Linked DNA regions of Mus musculus: all the other regions are linked to region 3. The links are chromatin contacts, called in public Hi-C and HiChIP or PLAC-seq maps. All regions are on one chromosome and are shown on one strand. The core of a region is the stretch at or near the end of the contact, and the rest is flanking DNA. Distances in the headings are between cores, read along the strand shown.

Region 1 (2,700 bases), core at 13-2,512, 180 kb after region 3:
CAAGAATATTAAGGTACAGTGCATAGGACAGAGAAGACCAACCTTACAAATTAGTACAGATGCTTGAAAGAAATGGGCTTGGAGCTGGAAGAGATAAGGCTGTGGCCCAGTGAGCTTCTTTACTATTCAGTGGATACCAAGGTCACCGTCTATATTTTGCATGTGAAAGAATTGGTAGTCGTTTTCAGTGTTTAAAGACCTTGTTTTTGAAGCCAACCTCTCTATCTCTGGTTCTTCAATATTTCTTTGGGCTTGCATAATTTGTAAGGAAAAGTATGTCCGCTAGCTGAAATTCAAATCCCAAATTAATAAATTTGACTCATTGTGGCCCATGAGATGCAAGAAAAGAACATTTTTTAGTGTTAAGCATTTCCTCTGAGACCTACAGTTTGTCCATCAGAGAGAAAAAAAAAATCTCCCATCTCCCCGTTTAAAAACAAAAAGTATTTGGAGAGTTAACACTTCAAACCATTTAGCATATATTAATGTCAAGGAGTTAAAGTTGAGCAAAAGGCATATTGATTTAGAACACCGTGACATTTAGGATAAGGCTGAAGTGGCAGTAACTCATGATCATTACTCACAAACTCAAACTGCAGCGGGAAGAGAACATAGCCACACAAGGTGCTTGTCTTAACCAGATTGTCAGGGAGTTCCCTAATTTCGGTTTGGGAATTCAGCTTCAGTGCTTTCTCTTGGGGGCATCACCAGGACGGCAGATTTCTTATGATCACTGGCTTTGCAGCACATAATTAGGACTTGTCCCCTGATTCTCAGTTATCCTCTGAGTTTGGTCAAAGTCAAGCTATGTTCCCCTAAGCTGTGAAACCGAGGAGATAGGATAGAAGCTGAGGTATGAAGTCATGACGATTAATGAGACAGGTAATGTCTCAAAATGCTTGGAATAATGCCCAATACATCTTAATGATTGTAACCATGGATATTAGTAGGTGGTCCAAATAGGGAAAACATTGTATGAATTTTTGATGGTAATTTTCTTTATTGGTTCTTTGCTTTAAAGCCCTCTCTCAAGCGGCGTTGGATGTGAATGTCCGTAATCCCAGCACTCAAGACACTGAGGCTGGAGGATAGTGAGTTTGAGGCCAGAGTGGGTTACACACATAGCCAGCCATTCAGAGCATCCTGCCTTTCCAGGCTGTTTGTACTTTCCTCACCCTCTAGGGGCCGCTGTGCTTCCGGAGAGCGTGCAGGTGGCTTGGTTGCCGGGAGATCGTTGCTTGGCAACCGCTTGTCCACCAGCCTCTAGCCTGCTGAACTCTGATAGACATGGCGTCCTCCAGAAGCTCCTCCAGTTCTTCTGAGGAGTCCCCAGACTCTGAGACATCGGTGTCGCCGGTGCATCTGCCCCCAACGCCGCCGCCGACCTCTACCGCGGTTCTCAAGTCGCCCAGCGAGTCCAAGTCGAGTTCGACCGACCCGCCGCAATGTACCCACTCCGAGGACTCGCTGCCCTCTGCCGCCTTCTACGGGCCCCTGGACAGTAAAAACCCACTCCTGGCCTCTTGCGAGAAGGAGATCCGGGAGCTGTTGGGCTTTATGAAGAAGAAGAAGGCTCTAGCCACCTCAATGGAACAGAAGTACGAATTCCATCGGAGGTGGTAAGCTGAGGCAGGGTGCTGGGGAGGGCGCCTGGAGATGCCATTGGAGGACCACGACAGGGGTGGGGCCCTGGAGACAAGCTGAGCTGTAGCCACTCCCAGCTCTTACAGCCCTTAGCTCCCCCTACACGTTTCATGTCTTCCTTCTCAGGTCAAAATAAAAATCTGCACAGAAGTATTTCCTAACACTGGGTTTGGTCTCAGCGTTCTCATGGCCTCTCTTGGCTCACTCATGGGTCGCAAAACAGGACAAAAGTAGACTTAAGACCAACTCTGAGGCAGTTGCTCAGGTCCTTGAATTTAGGTCTCAACCAAGTCTGTCATATTGTGAACATGTACATTTTATTCTCTTTATATTCCGTTGGGATTACAGAAACTTCTTTTCCCCTTGACTTGGTGGCTCTTTGTGAGCGTCTGATTGGGTTTTTTGTTTGTTTTTCCAACTTATTTCTGTGAACTGAAAACTACCAGTTTCTAAGATTTGGTTTTGTTCATGTTGCCATCTTTTTTCTGGTCTAATGCTTTCCAAAATGAGTAGTTTCAAGACATAGGGAAGCAGCGAAGAATACCAGACAGGCAAATAACTTTTTTTTTTCTGGTGAGTATTTTAAACTTACATGTTTTGGTCATGCATTTAATCTGATTACACATTTTTAACTTACATTTATAATTCAACCAAACATCTTAATGATTTGTTGAGTAGACATATTTTTGACAGGTACTTTTCTCAAAACTAGGAAGGCATCAAGTTAACAATAAACCCCTCTCCCCCAAATCATATATTTCTGTGAGTATAGTCTTGTACTAAACAAACATGGGGCACAGCATTCCCACCATCCCTTTATCTACTCCCCCCACCCCAAGTTTCACTTACCTGTGGTCAAAGGCTATGCAAATCTTAAATGGAAAATTCCAGAAACAAACAATTGGCGTTGTTTATAGTCCCTTCTGAGCAGTCTGACAAAATCTTGCTCTGCACTGTTCTGACCCACCCAGGGTTTGAATTCACCCCTTTGTCCAGCACACTGACACTGTAGGCTTCGTCGGTCCATTTGTTAGTTAGCCATCTTGATTATCAGAT
Region 2 (2,700 bases), core at 87-2,586, 160 kb before region 3:
AATAAATGCTTTTTTTTAACCATTTTTTTAAAAGTACTTTAAATTTTTTTGGTTTTTTGTTTTGGTTTTTTGTTTTTTGTTTTTCGAGACAGTGTTTTTCTGTGTAGCCCTGGCTGTCCTGAAACTCACTTTGTAGACTAGGCTGGCCTCAAACTCAGAAATCCACCTGCCTCTGCCTCCCAAGTGCTGGGATTAAAGGCATGCGCTACCACCGCTGGCCAAATTGTTTGTTTGTTTGTTTGTTTGTTTGTTTAATGGAGTACTTTTCTTGAGGAGATTTCTTTTCTGTGCTAGTGCACACACATGCACACCACGTGGACATGTGCACACACATGCATGAACACAGACATATGCATGTACATTCACACACTCATATACTCACACAGATGTACATTCAGGGAAGCAGGAAGGGAGAGAGGGAGGGAAGAAGGGAGAGAGGGATTGTTCTCTGTCACTCTAGAACAATGACTGATGTCTTGTGACCATGAAGGGACTATAGCTGGATCAAAGTTGACCTGTTGAATGAGACCTGAATCTTTGACTTTCAGAGCCATTATGTTGTCTAGCTTTGCATTTTATCTTACCCTAAGACCTCTTATTAACCAAGCAATAAATTTTCATATCATTTCAGGCATTTAGAGAGTCCTTCCAAGAACCTGCCTGTCTCTCTCTCTCTCTCTCTCTCTCTCTCTCTCTCTCTCTCTCTCTCTCTCTCTCTCTCTCTCTCTCTCTCTCTCTCTCTCTCCTTTCTCTCTCTCTAGTAAAGTACAACTCCTTTGTAAACATGTTCAGATTCTTACTAACTCACTTAGCTTTCCTCCCTCCTCCTCCTCTTCCTCTTTCTCCTCCTCCTCTTCTCCTTTCTCTTTCTCTTCCTCCTCTCTTTCTCCCCTTCTGCACTCTATGTTCATTGGTGCTTTGCCTGCAAGTATGTCTATGTGAGTGTATCACAAGCCCTACAAACAGGTGTGAGCCTCTATGTGGGTGCTAGGAATTGAACCCAGGTCCTCTGGGAGAGCAGTCAGTACTGAGCTATCTCTCCACCGCACACTTCTGATGCAATTCCCCCAAGACATTGGAATCTGAGGTGTCATTGCTTTCATTGATGTTAAGGGGTTTTTAGAAGGTGAGGTCTGTTGGGAAAACCTGCAGCTACTGGCCCCTGTGAGCTTCCTGCTTCAAGACTAGGCCGATCCCACTGAACTGGTGTGAAGTTGAATAGGAGGCTCAACTTTCAAGAAGTTAGACTGTAGTTAAGTTGTGTGGGGTGTCCTCTGCAGTGAAGTGGTGTGGGCCTGGAAGCACCATTTGTGTGTCAATGGCGCCCTCTAGTGTCCAAAAGGCTTCACTTGCATGACTATTTTAAGGTATGACTAGTCCTTAATACAATGCATTCTCCATGGCTTCTATGAGAGCCTCACCCTAGCCTTGCCCAGGTATGCTGCTGGGGCACTCCCTAAAGTTCCTGCTAACTGGCTTGTGAAGCCAGAAAGCTCTTTAGATGATCTTGAAATGAAAGCATGTCTACACCAGGAAGCAAGGGCAAACAAGCCCCCTTGCTTTCTTCTCCTTTTGTGCCTGTGTTCTATGGAAGGGCCAGGCAACAGTGAGCCTCCCTTTACTTCCTGCCAGCAGCTGCCTCCTACTTTTGGACTCATCTCAGATCACTCACAACAGCCAATTTACCTCCTCACTCTTCCCGAAGCATCTCTGGGAAGCAATATTAAAACCAGCGGGCCTCTCATCATCCCACTACCATGCCCTGTGACTCCAAATGTCCCCCTGAGACAGTAACTCCTTCACACATGGCTGTTTAGCCCTTCCTTGAAGGATGGATTCACACATGCTGCCACATAGGCACAGACACGCCGGCTCACATGTGCACCCATACACACACCTTCTACAACCTGGTTGAAAACAGGATGCACGGTGAGACCCTGCAGCACCCACTGTTTAGCATTATTAAGCCAGGAAAGGTGGCTCATGCCTGCAATCCCAGCATACTGGAGGCTGAGTCAGGAGTATTACCACAAATTTGAGGCCATCCTGGGCTATGTAGAGAGTCTGCGGTCAGCCTGGACTTCTGGGTATAAGTTTGTGTCCCCCCCACCCCACACACACACAAATAAAGTTAAAAATTTACAAACTAAGATGGTAGTAGCATTATACTGGTTGGCTCCTCATCTCTCCAGGACACACTCAACCTGCAGCCGGTGGACTGCATGATGCCGAGGGAAACTGTGAACATCACTCAACAAAAATACACTTAAAACATTATGAGACTCTCCCTCCCCCGCTCCCCCCTCCCCCTGATTTTTTAAAACCTCAAGTATGTATTTATCAAAAATAAACTTTTGGGGTGACATCTTCATATCAGTGTCAAAGGGTTAAACACACACTCTCCTTCAAGCCTCCCCCAACCAAGATTCCTCGTCTTTATTCAGAGCACCCCAACTCTGTCCTTGTGCGTTGGCGTTAAGGTTTGCAGCTGCTTGGTGAGGATGCATTTATTCAGAGTTCCCATGTGAGTGCTGCATCTTCAGAGATACCCAAGCAAAGTGTCCACAGGCCTCGGCAGAGTGGACAGCAGCTTTCACCTCCTGGAGCATGGATCTGCTAAGAGAGGTTTAGGATAACTGTGTGTGTGATGTGCGTGAGAGATAGATGTGTGTCTCTCCCTTCTCTGCTCCTTCCAGAGCT
Region 3 (2,700 bases), core at 98-2,597:
GAGAGAGGGGAGACACAGAGAGACACAGAGAGACACAGAGACAGAGAGAGAGAGACAGAGACAGAGAGAGAGACAGAGAGAGAGAGACAGAGACAGAGACAGAGACAGAGTCATAGAGAGTGAGTGAGCTTGGAAAGAGGTGTCACACAGTTAGTAAAAGAGGCTGCTTAGGGACATAGTGTAACCTCAGGAGCTAAATGCCACCAGAGACTACATGCACCTGGAATGGTGCTCTGCTCCTATGGGCTGTGGGTAGTCAACTGAGAGGGAGAGAAGGGCAAAGATCTGGTAAAACTCAGCCTCCTTTCAGCCATCAGTGGTTTAACTCTGACCAGACAGGCCACTAAGGGGTTAATCACAACAAGCTTCCTGTTCTACAGGATTAGGCTATGCTTGAAGTCGGTATAAGATTTAGATCAGTAGTAAAGCTCCGCCCGACGCCCCAGGGCGTCCTCCAGAAGCTGACCCATCCACTCTTAGCTCTCCCACTCACCCTTAGTGTTCCCTTCTGGGGGGCGGGGCTCAGAAACAGAATGAGCACTCCTAAGGGAGTGCTCACTTCAGAGAGGGGGCGGGGGAGAGGTGTGCTCTACTAACCCAGTCCCCTGTAAATGAGGCGCCTTGACAAGACATATCACATGATCACTGTCCTTTCCCACATGTGTCATGGGGTCTACATTCAGATTTGAACATTCTGTCTTCAATTCGATGTGCAGAAAGCCAGAACAAATGTGCCTCTCTCACAGTGTCAGAGCCGCCTCCCGTCAGGAACACTGGCGAAGCCGCTGACAGGAGCTGCAAAGAGCGGAGGACATGACTCTTGGTGCTAAGTTTATGATAAATAGTGTCCGGGCAGGGACTTCTCCAACAAGGGGCTGGAAGACTCAAGCAAAAGTCAGCTAGGTACAGAGAAAAATGATGGCGTCAGAGCTCAGCCACGGAGGTCCCATCTGAATGTTGCTGAAAAGCAAGGCGCTTGCTTGTCCCCGTTGGCACAGGCTACCGAATGTTAGGCAGAGGGGAAGGAGCTGGGGTGTGAAGCCCTCCTGGCCTCTAGCCAGGCACCTTGGCAGCCGAGGTGGCAGCTGAAACTCCTGACTCCTCTGCATGCTGGTTTCATCTGTCCCTCTTCCTGCCACATCCCATCTGTGTCCCGTTGCTCCTGTCCCCCCAAGGTGAAGTTAATTCGGAATCCAAGGCATTGTATTTCTCATTTCTGCCAAGACTCGTGTTCGTCTCACCTGTGCTGTCCAAGATGCTGAAATCTGAGCTGTTTCAGCACTGGGCACGCATCTCCATCAGAGTCTGAGTATGTGCGCCTCAGGCTGTTTGCTCGGCAGCCTGGGATTAGTGGCTGAGTGGAGACAGCCTGCTCGGTTTGAAATGCTGAAGCCTACTTCCTCTATTCTGGGGTAGCGGAGACAGCTCTGAGGCCAAGTCAGAAAAGTGGGAGTCTGGAGCAGTGTAGGAGAACCTACAGAGTGCGAGCATCCTGTCCCCCTACACCCCACTTCTGGTGTGGTTTCCATCTTCCTGTCTCTTGCCATTATCATCAAAAGAAAAACATTTTCCCCCCTCTCCCTTCTCTCCAGGGTTGTTCAACTTCCTTCTTCTTCTGTTGACCTTTCCCCAGACAGGCCTCCATCTCTGACCATGATGACCTTTCCTCCAGGCAGAGAACTTCCTTGTAGGTCTCTGCAGTACAGGCTAGGATGGTTCTTGGCTACCAAGTTGTAGGTTGCCCCAGAGAAACAATAAAGGGAGTGCCTTTTCTCCTTGCGCCCTGGGGTCCCATGCTGCCCCCTCTCCTCTCTTCTTCTAGTGACTACTCAATGGGTCATCCATCTCTTCTGGTCTGCCTCCATCACTCTCTCCCTCTCTCTCTCTCTCTCTCTTTCTCTCTCTCTCTCTCTCTCTCTCTCTCTCTATATATATATATATATAAAACTTATTTATTGTGTATGTGATGTGGGCTAGTGTGCACATATGGAGGTCAGAGGACAACTTGTAGGAGTTGGTTCTCTCCTTCCACCATGTGAGTCCCACAGATAAAACTCTGACTTGGTGGCAAGTGCCTTTACCCCTGGCCCAGCTATTGAAAATAATGTTGAACTCTGGGGCGCCATTTTTATGGACTCCGTTGGCCTCTGTGCCACTTTTAAGGTATATGTGTAAGGGCTTCTCCTTCACTCTTCCTGAAGTCCCAATGGTTTCCTAGTGTCTCCAGCACCCACTCAAGACATCACCAAAGACATCTTCTCACTGCCACTGGGCAGGCCACACCCAGTCTCTTCTCTGCCTCCTTTCTAATCAGTTCACGTGGAGCTAGTCACTGAACACCCAGGCACTTGCTTGCTGCCTCAGGGATACCAAGATTAGTATATAGATGTGGTTCTGGTTCTCATGAGCTTACAGCTGCTGCCCGGAAATAAAGAATAGGGGTCAAATATAATTTCTGGTCATGAAAACTGCCCGAGAAGTTGAGACATGGTTTGATAGGAAATTAACAACTTCTAGAGGCATAAGCCAAGTGGAACACGGATGCCTTGTAAGAATTAGTAAATGATCACTGAACATAAATTTTTGCAAGACATGAAAAGGATGGGAGAAGTGATCTATTTTACAACCTTACACTGCACATAAATTTTTGCAAGACATGAAAAAGATGGGAGAAGTGACCTATTTTACAACCTTAGGACC

What was found. Hi-C and Micro-C count contacts between places; a contact is called where the count stands out from the background. HiChIP or PLAC-seq counts read pairs in DNA pulled down with a chosen protein or histone mark.
Region 1: a contact with region 3 is called in a Hi-C map of bone marrow-derived macrophages, with 54 read pairs. The contact joins the promoter of Cfap54 here to the enhancer-like site in region 3. A contact is called at or near these places in 9 of 39 promoter capture datasets (the 3T3-L1 cell line, 3T3-L1-derived adipocytes, the C10 cell line and 4 more), 2 of 15 datasets of contacts at CTCF or cohesin (CD8 T cells and the NIH/3T3 cell line), 41 of 484 Hi-C or Micro-C datasets (CD4 single positive thymocytes, Th1 cells, Th17 cells and 19 more), 30 of 115 datasets of contacts at active chromatin or transcription factors (CD8 T cells, the HPC-7 cell line, SST interneurons and 19 more) and 5 of 9 other capture datasets (adipose tissue, bone marrow-derived macrophages, embryonic stem cells and 2 more).
Region 2: a contact with region 3 is called in an H3K4me3 HiChIP or PLAC-seq map of bone marrow-derived macrophages, with 4 times the contacts expected there. The contact joins two enhancer-like sites. A contact is called at or near these places in 4 of 484 Hi-C or Micro-C datasets (bone marrow-derived macrophages, differentiating spermatogonia, muscle stem cells and 1 more), 4 of 115 datasets of contacts at active chromatin or transcription factors (the HPC-7 cell line, Th17 cells, bone marrow-derived macrophages and 1 more) and 1 of 9 other capture datasets (embryonic stem cells).

The regions. Positions count from the first base shown.
Region 1 is chr10:93,080,184-93,082,883 of GRCm38.p6, reverse strand. It overlaps Cfap54 (cilia and flagella associated protein 54), which reads left to right and starts at 1,262. Exons shown (of 68, transcript NM_001347060.2): 1 at 1,262-1,619. The coding sequence starts at 1,288.
Region 2 is chr10:93,424,512-93,427,211 of GRCm38.p6, reverse strand. No RefSeq gene overlaps it. Among named protein-coding and RNA genes, the nearest start is that of Gm40742, 5.2 kb to the left of the region's middle. Within about 2 kb of position 1,336, at least 69 of the 459 cell types and tissues checked have an H3K27ac peak or open chromatin away from gene starts, as enhancers often do. A contact at or near this core is called in Th17 cells, bone marrow-derived macrophages and muscle stem cells, where this site is marked.
Region 3 is chr10:93,260,153-93,262,852 of GRCm38.p6, reverse strand. All of the region lies in intron 3 of Elk3 (ELK3, member of ETS oncogene family), which reads left to right. Among named protein-coding and RNA genes, the nearest start is that of Gm32551, 23 kb to the left of the region's middle. Within about 2 kb of position 1,347, at least 183 of the 459 cell types and tissues checked have an H3K27ac peak or open chromatin away from gene starts, as enhancers often do. A contact at or near this core is called in CD8 T cells, SST interneurons, Th1 cells and 20 more, where this site is marked.